2 separate regions of the Sus scrofa genome follow, and region 1 is linked to region 2. Evidence: chromatin contacts called from public Hi-C data. All regions are on one chromosome and are shown on one strand. The core of a region is the stretch at or near the end of the contact, and the rest is flanking DNA. Distances in the headings are between cores, read along the strand shown. Region 1 holds the start of SLC39A8 (zinc transporter ZIP8). Region 2 has its middle 54 kb from the start of SLC39A8.

What was found. A called contact is a pair of places that touch in the nucleus more often than the background predicts.
Region 1: a contact with region 2 is called in a Hi-C map of liver, with 7 times the contacts expected there. The contact joins the promoter of SLC39A8 here to the enhancer-like site in region 2. A contact is called at or near these places in 1 of 5 promoter capture datasets (liver), 7 of 47 Hi-C or Micro-C datasets (liver, retroperitoneal adipose tissue, skeletal muscle and 1 more) and 1 of 2 datasets of contacts at active chromatin or transcription factors (alveolar macrophages).

What each region holds. Positions count from the first base shown.
Region 1 is chr8:118,602,418-118,607,514 of Sscrofa11.1, reverse strand. SLC39A8 (zinc transporter ZIP8) reads right to left here and starts at 2,663. Exons shown (of 9, transcript XM_021101718.1): 1 at 2,435-2,663; 2 at 1,211-1,662. The coding sequence starts at 1,429.
Region 2 is chr8:118,547,633-118,553,299 of Sscrofa11.1, reverse strand. No RefSeq gene overlaps it. Among named protein-coding and RNA genes, the nearest start is that of SLC39A8, 54 kb to the left of the region's middle. Within about 2 kb of position 1,584, at least 17 of the 83 cell types and tissues checked have an H3K27ac peak or open chromatin away from gene starts, as enhancers often do. A contact at or near this core is called in alveolar macrophages, liver and retroperitoneal adipose tissue, where this site is marked.

The sequences.
Region 1 (5,097 bases), core at 1,414-3,913, 53 kb before region 2:
TTAATTGAGGTAAGATATTCCTAACAAAAAGAACATCAAATTATTATTAGCAAGGAATTTATCTAATTAAAGTTTCCTTAACTGTAACCTAAGGTCAGATTTACTGGGAAATGCTCAAATTCCAAGAGTGGAGTACATGGTACACAGGGTTTCCCAAACACCGTGGACCACAAACACTTCTTGTAACACAAACTAACACGCCCCAGAAGTGACAAACAGTACAGAAAATACTGAATACTGCCATTCATCATCTTCTTGTCACTGGAACAGGAAGAGAAGGAAAAAAAAAAAAAATCAAAGCACTGAGTTAACTGCGTTTTTAAAAAGTAGGGAGGAGATTTGGGGAGGATGCTGAAAGCACATTTTGCTTACTTTGCAATTTTAAGAAATAATCATAGAACATTTATTATGAAAATAACAAAGGATCTATGATATCACCCTTTTTTGAAGGTTACTAATAGGTATGGTCTTCATTGCTCCTCGGTGACGCATGGTGTTGAATTCTAAATTCCTTAAATCCTAGGAATTACCAAATGCCTAGGTAATACTGCGAATATGTATGAGATACATTGGGGGTTTTGTGTTGCTGGTGGTGTTGGTTTTGGAATGAATATTAGAATCAAACGCTTCACCTGACAGATAACTAAAACTATGGATCTCAACCTAGGTCGGCCCCAAATGGATGTGGGATCTTGGTCTCAGCGACCCCCACCCCCGCGCCGCCTCCCCTTCCCTCGGGTCTCCCTATTTCTATTCAATGGACCCTTCAGCCCTAAATGCCTCGTGTGGTGTACACAGGCCAGACAGAACTACATCATAGCTCCTTGGCAGTCGTTTTGCACTGAGCAACGAGGGTAGCCTGCGAAACTCTGTCTCTGCTGGGAAGGCTTCAGTTCGCCATCCCTATCTAAAAAGCATCTCTTAAGGTGCTTTCCACCCTCAACTACTTTATAAACTTTTCTATAATATCTTCGAACCACGACCGTCTGACTGCTCAGCTCATTGGGCATAAAACTGCAATGTGTGGCTCCCTCGACACCGACAGCCCTTGAACCCCAACTAGAAAGCTGGGTCTAGTGAAAAACAGGACCCACCCGTCTCAGACTGGAGAAATTCTTTTTCCCGCACTTTTCCCCAATAAAGAGCGTTCGAGGGCAAATGGACGTCTCCCGACAACCTGGCGCGGAGGAGCAGCCGGGCCGGGACCTACCTGGTTGAAGTGCAGCTGCCCGAGCTCGGGGGCGCCCTCCACGGGGCCGGATCCCAGCTGCTCCAACAAGCGCCGGAGCTGCGCCACCGACAGGCTCCTGTTCGCGCCGAACACGCTCAGCACATCCTCGCTGAAGGCGAGCTCGGGCCCCGCAGTCTCTCCTCCGAGGCCGGCGGCCGCCAGCAACAGGAGCCCTGCCACCGCCCGGCCTGGGGCCATCCTGGCCGGGGCTGCCCCACGCGGGCCCGAAGTGCACAGGGACGCGCGTCGGTGCCCAAGGGCGCACGGGTCAGGCTTCGGCGCCGGTCCGAGTCAGCCTTGGCGCGGGGCGCCCCTGGTCCTCCGCCGCCTTTGAAAGAGCCGCAGCCCGCGATCTGCCGGGCATTGAAGTGACGGTGCAGCCGGGGGTGGGGAGCGATAGACAGAGCGGGCCCCCGGGCCTCCTGGAGAGCCTGAGATAAAGAGGACAAAGGGGGGACAGAGATAAAGGCCACCAGGCCACCCGCCGGCCAGCCCCGGGAGCACTGTGAGGCCAGAGCCCTCGAACGCCTGGCCGGGCATGGGGCCAACTGCCCCGGAGCCGGGTTTGCAAACGTCCCAGGTTTAGCGCACAGTGTGATGACACATGCTCCTTCCGGAGAGAAAGCCCCAAACCGCGCCACTTCTTAGGAAAAAGTAAAACCACACTGGCTGTCGAACCCCACCTCCTCTTCCTTTCTTTCTGCTTAATTCCTTCAGAGCAAACGTAGAAGGGGTGAGACGTGTAGTCCCCAGGAAGCCGCAGGAAATGGCCACCTCAGGGTCCTGGGGTTTGAGCGTCTAATCGGGACCCTCCCTCTCCCAGACCTCTTCTCCGCCTGGGCAAGCTAGTAGGTTAGCTACTTCTAACCTCTCACCTCGCCTGTTTGTTTCTTGTTTCTGCGTCTGTTTATGTCCACGTGAGTCACTGTCTGCCTCTCTCTACTCCCTCCCTCTTCCTCCCTCCCAACACTATCTCTGGCAAATCCGCTATGAAACTGGGAGATCCGGCTCTAGCTCTTAAACAGATAACCGGAGAAGGGCCCTGTCCCCGCCTCCCTGCAGCACGTGGTGACACACTCCCCATCCTGAACTCCTGCGCGTGTCCACGCCAGGGCGCACAGCCGCTGCCCTTTCCTCCTGGCTGGGGTTGAGCCCTCCCACCCTCAGCCGAGCGGCCTCCCCGCCCTCACCCCCAGAGGTTACCTGAATGCCACCTCCTTGTCGATATCCCTAGACTCCCTTCTGGGCTTGGTGGTCTGTTACCTTGTTGAAACCAGCTTCCTGGAATAGAGTGTGGAGCCTTTTGCATTGTCTAAGAGATTAGCAGGAATTGCTTTTTTGTCTTACTTCTTAAAGTCAGGAGCAAAAGGAAACCGAATCTGTATCGGTGGCAAGCTCACTGAGCCAGCAGTGCAGAGCCGGCCCTTCCTGACGCCGCACGGGATATCCGCAGATCAGAATGAATGTTTGTTTGTTCAGATGAGGGTTCAATAAAAGCTGATTTAGGTGTGAGGTCAACAAATTTGTGCAAAGTGAATGCGGTGTTTGGGGGCAAAGGTTGTGTCTGTTGGCTGTAACTGTCCAGAAATAAAGTGAAACCACGATTCACTCAGCTTAGGACAATAAGAGGAACTCAAAAATGTTCTTGTCTTTCACGAGGAAGAATGCACAGCCTCCTAAAACAGCACATTTTAAAAGATACACTAAGTCCAGACAAGGGGCAGGGGAAAGAATCTCATTTCTCATGAGGAACTTAGTGCAAGAAAGAGTCAGGGAGAGAATCTTCCTGAAGGAGGAAGCTCTCTAGTGGGACATAGCTGAGGTGCTATGGAGAGGGTTTAACTGCATTCTAACTGCAGAGAGCAGAAGGCAGCAGGAACAGGGCAGGAAGATTTCTGCAGAAAATAAGGCACACTTTGCTTTGGGAGGTAGTAATTTCACCACTGGAAAGTTATTCAACCCCATGGGTACTTAGTAGAACGATTGGTGCCTTGGAGGGAGATCAAAAAAATCTTCATGGTGTGCCCCTTCCAATTATACAATCTGTGTATTTGTTGATATTAGTTTACAGAATGACACTGACACAAAAACACCATCATCACCCAAGGATAGAAGTAAGTTCATGTCACACTTAAACTTCTTAAACTACACAACTGATGGGAACACGTCCAGATTATTCTTGGATTCTCAAATGTAGTTTGATGCCTGTTTTTCTTTTTGACCCCAGTAACTCGAAGTGATTCTTGGAAATCAATGAGCTTTCTAGATGGTTCATCTACACCCAACAAGTTGTTCATTCCCAGCTTCAACTGCAACATTGATAGTATGTTGGACTTTCCACAGATGTAAATGGGTTTCAAATAATATACATTTTATATTGTGAATTTTTAAAATAAAGGTTTATCAGCCATTCATGTCCTCTCTAATTCTAGATAAACAGATAGACAGACAGACAGACAGACAGATAAATTTTGCCAGCCCATCAACCTCAAATGGTGATAAGCAGTCAAATAAATAACAATCGACCTGCTTGGCAACTTTACCAAAAACAGTGAACATAACGTAAGCATACAATTAAAAGAGAGTATTCTGAAAATTACAACTAACTACTAAATTGGTGAGGCTCATTTGTAGAGCTTCCATTCTAATGAAATATAATCACCAAAGGACTACTTAAATAATGTTTTAGAGCCCAAGACACAGCATTCTACCAATAACATTATTGAAGAAAAGGACTTCCAGTCTGAAACAAGGTGTAATGTAAAGACTCATTTTTCTCAGAAATGTGCTTTTAAAAGTCAAGCCATTTTAAATGGTAATAATGAAGGGAACATGCCATGAGCACTGGCCAGGGTATAGACAGATGTTCTTTCTCTTTCAGAATTTAGCATGGGCAGTTAGAGGCTAAGCAGGGTGACAAAGATGTCGAGATTGGGGAGGAAACGTTGGAAATCAGAGGCTGTATCGCTAATGGGGTAAGCGTGTATTCACGCAACCCTGCACAGAATGTTCGTACCCAGGTCTGATGAATGAAACACCCTTCCCAGTGTGGTTTGTCAGAACCCAAGCTGAAAAAGGAGGGTATCTACACAAAGCAGTGGCCTGCTGTGGGCTGCCAAGAGTCAGAGCTAAGTTTGGAGGACACACTTGGATCAGAGAAGAGAAAGAGAGGCAGCCAAGGGTGGAGTCAGAGCCTGGGAGTGAGAGGAGGGCATCCGTGCTTGATGGTGGCCCCACACAGAATGTCTGAGATGGGCAAGGGTGAGGAGGAAGACCCTGCCCAGCACTAGCACGAGGTATGAACATCTGTGCAGTGAAGAGGTCAGCCTGACATGGGGCATGTGACAGTGTGATTTATAATAAGAAATACATGTGTGGGCTTCATCTCTATTTCAGGCGCAGAGCTCCTAAAAGCCTTGGAATTTCCTAGGTGATGAGGGTGTTAAAGGAGACTCTTGGACCCCCAACTAAGGACGGAGGTTAGTTGCTAGGAAAACCAACCATGTGATTAGAGGGTTGGAACTTTCAATTCCGCCCTCTTGACCTCTGCAGAGAGCAGAGGAGCTGCACATTGAATCAATCACCAGTGGTCAATGATTTAAGCGTCCATGCCTACATAATGAAGCCTTCTTAAAAATCCATAAGGACTGGGTTGGGAGAGATTACCAATGGGTGAACATGTGGAGGCATAGATAGTAGTGCAGTCAGAGAGGGAAGCTATGCCCCCTTTCTCCAAACCTCAGCCTGTGCACCTCTTCCATCTGGCTGTGCCTGAGTTATTTTTTGTAATAAACTAGGGGTGGAGCAAGTAAAATGTCTCTCGAGTTCTGTGAGTCATTGGATCCTCCAATCTATAGCTAGTTTAT
Region 2 (5,667 bases), core at 335-2,834:
GAAGCCCCAGCAGAGGTCCTTGTCGCTGAGTTTAGCACAAGAGAGGAAATTCCAGGCAGAGCCTTCCCACTTGGTCTGCACTGTAGGACCAGACCCGCAAAGAAGAGAGACTGTGACAAGGACACATATGGAAACCGCAGCCTTTCTCGGATTTCCTGGACTGCATAAGGCTCAGGGTTCCCATGCGATGTAAAGCATGTCCTGACGATTTATTTATTAACATGGGACTTCTTTTTTTTTTTTTTTTTTTTTTTGCTTTTCAAGCCCACACCCATGGCATATGGAAATTCCCAGGCTAGTGGTGCAATCGGAGCTGTAGCTTCAGGCCCACGCCACAGCCACAGCCACAGGAACCAGGGATCCAAGAACCGCAACATACACCACAGCTCACAGCAACACCAGATCCTTAAGCCCCTGAGCAAGACCAGGGATGGAACCTGCATCCTCATGGACTCTAGTCGGGTTGGTAACCTGCTGGGCACAATGGTAATTCCTGGAACTTCTTGTCCACACGAAGGGATGGAGGGCGAACCAGACAGAAAGTGGGGAAATACATTTTGAAATACCAAGCGGAAGCAGAGCAATGTCATCCTTTACCTAGATGAGAAGCCTGCAAAGTCTCATGTGTGCGTCTGAAGACGGGCTGGACCGCGGGGCCCGCGTCTAAGTGGCTGGGCCGTCTCCAACCCGCCCCCCACAAGCACAGGCCAAAGGCTCCTAATTCAGTTCAACTGAGATGCAGACTCAGACGAGGAGGGAAATCTTTTCCTCCAAACACTATGAGTCCAGTTCCAGCCTGAAAGCCTCAGCTCCCCAGAGGGTCAGGGATCACCACCCCTTTGACAGGAGATCGTGTCCCCCCTACAGGGTGTGGTCTGCCAGCCTCCACAAAGCCCCACGGTAGAACTGACTAACCACCCCATTCACCTTCACCCACACAGCAGCCATTCGAAACCCGTACACCCACGGGTGTTTGCTGGATGACAAATGATATGGATACGCTGTGACAGCCTGATGATTACAACATGCCTCCTTTTCAGAGGAACGCTTCTCGCCTAACCTTTCGTTCAACAGTGTTGGGGGGAACAGCTGTGCAAAGAGGAAAGAAAGCTGCTGTTCTCCTCTCCAGCACTATTAAAACCTGTGTTTTCAGGTTGGTGAATTTCTGGGGGTATGTTCTCAACACAACCGTTTCACAAAGGACTCTTGTTTTCAGATCTTGGGATCAATATTTCTTGAGATTAACACAGAGAGGCAGGCAAGTCTCCTGGAAATACACGAGCCCCAGCAGACTGACTCTTCCTTGGAAGCTCATGACAAAGCCTTTGATCTCCGCAGGCATGCCAGGGCCTTCCCGCAGAGTGGCCTTCCCACAAACAGAGCTTGGTAATTCTTCCCTTTGGGTAATTTAAACACTGCCCTCTAAAAGTTGCCCTGTTCTCCTTAGGGTCCTAAATTGTTTATTTGGGGAGTAGTTTATTACTCCCGTGCGTGCTGGCTTAATTATAACCACTGTACACCTAGACAACATGGCCAATGGCATCTATCTGCTTAATCAGCATTTAGGAAATAAAAAGCCCTTGCCTGTGTCAGAGAGACTGACCTGACGAAATATCTTGGAGGCATTCCACAGTACTAATTAAAATAATAGACATTGTCACATGGTGCAATTATTTTCCAGAAAACAGCTGACGTGTGCACACTCCGCTTGGCAAAAATCCTGGCCAATTTCGCAAGAATGTTTATTCCAGACTGAGATCATCTTTACAAAAAGAAAAAGAAAGAGAGACAGACGGAAGGGGTGGGGAGGAAGAGGGAGACGGAGGGAAGGTAGGAAGGAAAAAAGAATGGAAGGAAGGAGGAGGATTCCTTAATAATCGAGAGAGGACTTTAGATTTTAAAGTTGTGTTTTCACATTCTACTAGATACCTACATAATTCTGTAGTAAAATTTTGTTAATTACAGAAAGGATGGTTTCGTACCAATAAACTTTATTAAAAGTTTGAAAAATCTGTGAAGTAGTTCAAAGAGTTACCAATACATCATATATTTTTTTATTGAAGTACAGTTGATTTACACTATTATGTTAGTTTTGGGTGTACAGCGTAATGATTCAATATTTTTACAGATTATCCTCCATTTAAAGTATTATAAATTCTTGACTATATTCCCAGTGCTGTACGTGACACCCTGTATCATTTATTTATTTTGTACGTAGTAGTTTGTACCTCTTAATGCCGTACCCCTGTCTTGCCCCTGCCCCATCCCTCTCCCCACTGGTAACACTTGTTTGTTCTCTATATCTGTGAGTTTGTTTCTGTTTCAATATATTCACTCCTTGGCTTTATGTCATTTATTTTATATTCAGAATATAATACTTTGCTATTTATATTTAAACAAAAATTTTTGAAGCTTTAACAATCTTAGGAAGAATAACATGAAATCATGAAAATTATTACATATAGAGCAAATGACCTGGGAAGTGAGATACTTCATTTTTGCCAGAGAGATTCATTAATTTAAATATTCTAACTTCAAATTCACATTGAAGAATCATAACACTGGATTTTTTTTTCAGATTTTAATCATTTCTTCAACTAACTTTAAGGAAAATAATCAAGATGAAGTTACATTCAAAAGGTTTATGGAAGAGAATACACAGAGTGAACATTTACAAATAAAGAAGAGCATTATACAAATGCAGAGTCATGATTTACTCATTCCAGTTTTGCAAATGTCTAGAATACATCTGCAAATCATTTGCTTAGCCTTCAGACTGTATACATGCACCAGCAGGGCCACTCACACACCCAGGAAGATCAGAGCATTGTCAAGCTTGGAGGAAGCTGGGCTGCCATGCCGCCGATCCCTCATCTGGGAAGAGGAATTATACAATCCTTCAATTATACAATTATACAAATCCTTTCAAATTTAATTTGCTCCTGATTTCTGAATCTTGCTAAAAGACAAGAAGGATGATTTTTTTCCCCCCTTCCCTCTTGGTTTAGTCTTGAATTTTGACTGAAAAAAAAATTTTCATTCTTGCTATTTGTCTAAAGAGAAAGTTTAGTTAGGGATTAAAATTTACTATCTTTTAATTGTTTGGCTTAATGAAGATGTTGCGATTTTGGGTTCTGAAGGGGAAGAGTTTGTAGCTTGCTTCAAAATTTGTTGTGGTCCCCGAAATATCATTGTTAAGATATATCGTCCTTTTTGTTTATCTGTATTGTTTTTCTAGATGTCGAGTTGTAGAGAATTCTATTTGACTAGCACTTGATGGTCAGTACAGGTTTATAGTGAAAATTCCAGAGAATGGTGTCATAATTCAATTTTGAAGATCATGTATAGTTTTAAGATTTCATGTAAAGTTTGCTTTGACTTATTCAATGAGCTACGTGCAAGAAATACATAGAGAATAAGAGATAAAATTGGGGGCTTCCTGAATGTCCCACTCTATAGATATTCTTTCAGAAAGCTTTTAAACTAGCAGGGAAGAGCAGTCAATATAAGGGGATTCAATAGGTTATAAAAATAAGTTGTTCTTTTGTGAGTTTCTGATCAATAGGACATTCATAATTGTTCATGGTAACTCTCTTAGAACTGAGCAAGATAAATATTATCAACATTATGACATTTTTCTCTTTGCCATATAATCATTTTACATAGTGATTTTGCCCTTATAAATAAAAATCAGAACAAGATCTTCCCATTATATTAGTTATAGTTTTAAATCAGTCAAGTATAACTAGACCTTTATAACCGTTTAGCTCTATTACAGTAAAAAAGGGGAAAAAGTAGTTTAAGGAGCTATTTTTTTGATAGAATAATTTTTAAAATGTGAATTCTTCTATCAAACCATCTTTTTCTTTCTGAGTGAATGTATTTCATCAATTTTTTCTTGTAAATTTTCATGTTTTTCTTCTCTGCACCAGAAAACATTAAGCCACATATTCTTTAAGAAAGCATTGATAAGGGGTAGGAGACATAGGTGATGGAGGTCAAATGATAAAAAGAAAAAAAAAGCAATACGCTAAAAACCTATTTGAAGCCACAGCTCTATGGCCCATCTTGATGGCTATAAATAAAATTATAGTTTGTATGAAGTAATACTAAAGAGGAAAAATAGAATATAAAATGGTATTTTTAAGATTAAGTAATAGATTAATTACAACTATAATCAGAATGTTACATGCGAAGTTCCCACCGTGGCCCAGTGGTTAACCAATCCAACTAGGAACCATGAGGTTGTGGGTTCAATCCCTGGCCTCGCTCAGTGGGTTGAGGATCTGGCATTGCCATGAGCTGTGGTGTAGGTCACAGACACGGCTTGGATCCCGTGTTGCTATGGCTCCGGCGTAGGCCAGCAGCTACACTTCCGATTAGACTCCTAGCCTGGGAACCTCCATATGCCGTGAGTGCCGCTCTAGAAAAAGAAAAGCCAAAAAAAAAAAAAAGAAAGAATGCTTATATGCACATTAGTATATAAATTATTTTAAATGATAAAAATTGTTTAATATTTTAAAAGCATTGATGAAGTTTAGAAGGGATCAATATTATAGATGCCAAATTAATATTACACATTTATTCCTTCAGTCCACAAAATTCTATTATATGTCAGGTGCTCTCTTAGGTTCTGAGAACACAAGTGGAATAGGATACACGGGTCCTGACGTTAGGAGGTGACAACCTGCTGGAAAAGATACGACCGCACAACCAGAATACAACGATCCCTGTTATTGTGAAGTACAGCAATTGCAACTCTTTATGAGCAAGTGACAGAAAACATGATTCCAAATGGCTTAAGCAATAAAGAAGTTAACTGGTTCACACAACCAAAACTGAAGGGGAGAGTGGTCCACACAGCTGACACGTGGGACATCAGAACATCCCCCGGTCAGGGGTGAAATGGTGTCACCAGGACTGGTGTGTTTTCCTCTCTCAGCTCTACTCTCCTCTGCATTAGATTTGGTCTCAGGCTCCAGTGATGGCCCCTAGCAACTACCAGCTCATTTCCTCCTTAGGTATTATTTGGGTAAATTGCCCTTTTATTACCCAATATTAACAAAAGGGTAAGATTTGTGAATTTAATAATACATCCATATTTTGTCTTTCTCTCTTTTCCTATCAGTCCTGTACTTCCGCTTTCTGAGGTCATATTTAAGTAAACTTCATGTATATAAGCCTTTGTCTGAGGCTTTGCTATGGGAGACCCAGACGGACTGGGCTGTTGGCCCAGCACACACTGACCCTAACTGCCTCTGACTCATTGCAGAAGATGGCTAATGGAGAGGGATAGAGTAGGCGCCAGTAGTTGTAGAAGTCCCAATACAGGGAGTTCCCATCGTGTCAGTGGTTAACGAATTCAACTAGGAACCATGAGGTTGCAGGTTCGATCCCTGGCCTTACTCAGTGGGTTAAGGATCCAGCATTGCTGAGAGCTGTGGTGTAGGTCACAGACAGAGCTCGGATCCTACGTTGCTGTGGCTCTGGCATAGGTCGCGGCTACAGCTCTGATTGGACCCCTAGCCTGAGAACCTCCATATGCCATGGGTGTGGCCTTAGAAAAGCCAAAAAGAAAAAAAAATAAAAAATAAAATAAAAAAATAAAGTCCTGATAGGGATCATAGATAAAGAGGAAAACCTGGGGAAAGCTGGGGGACCACTGTA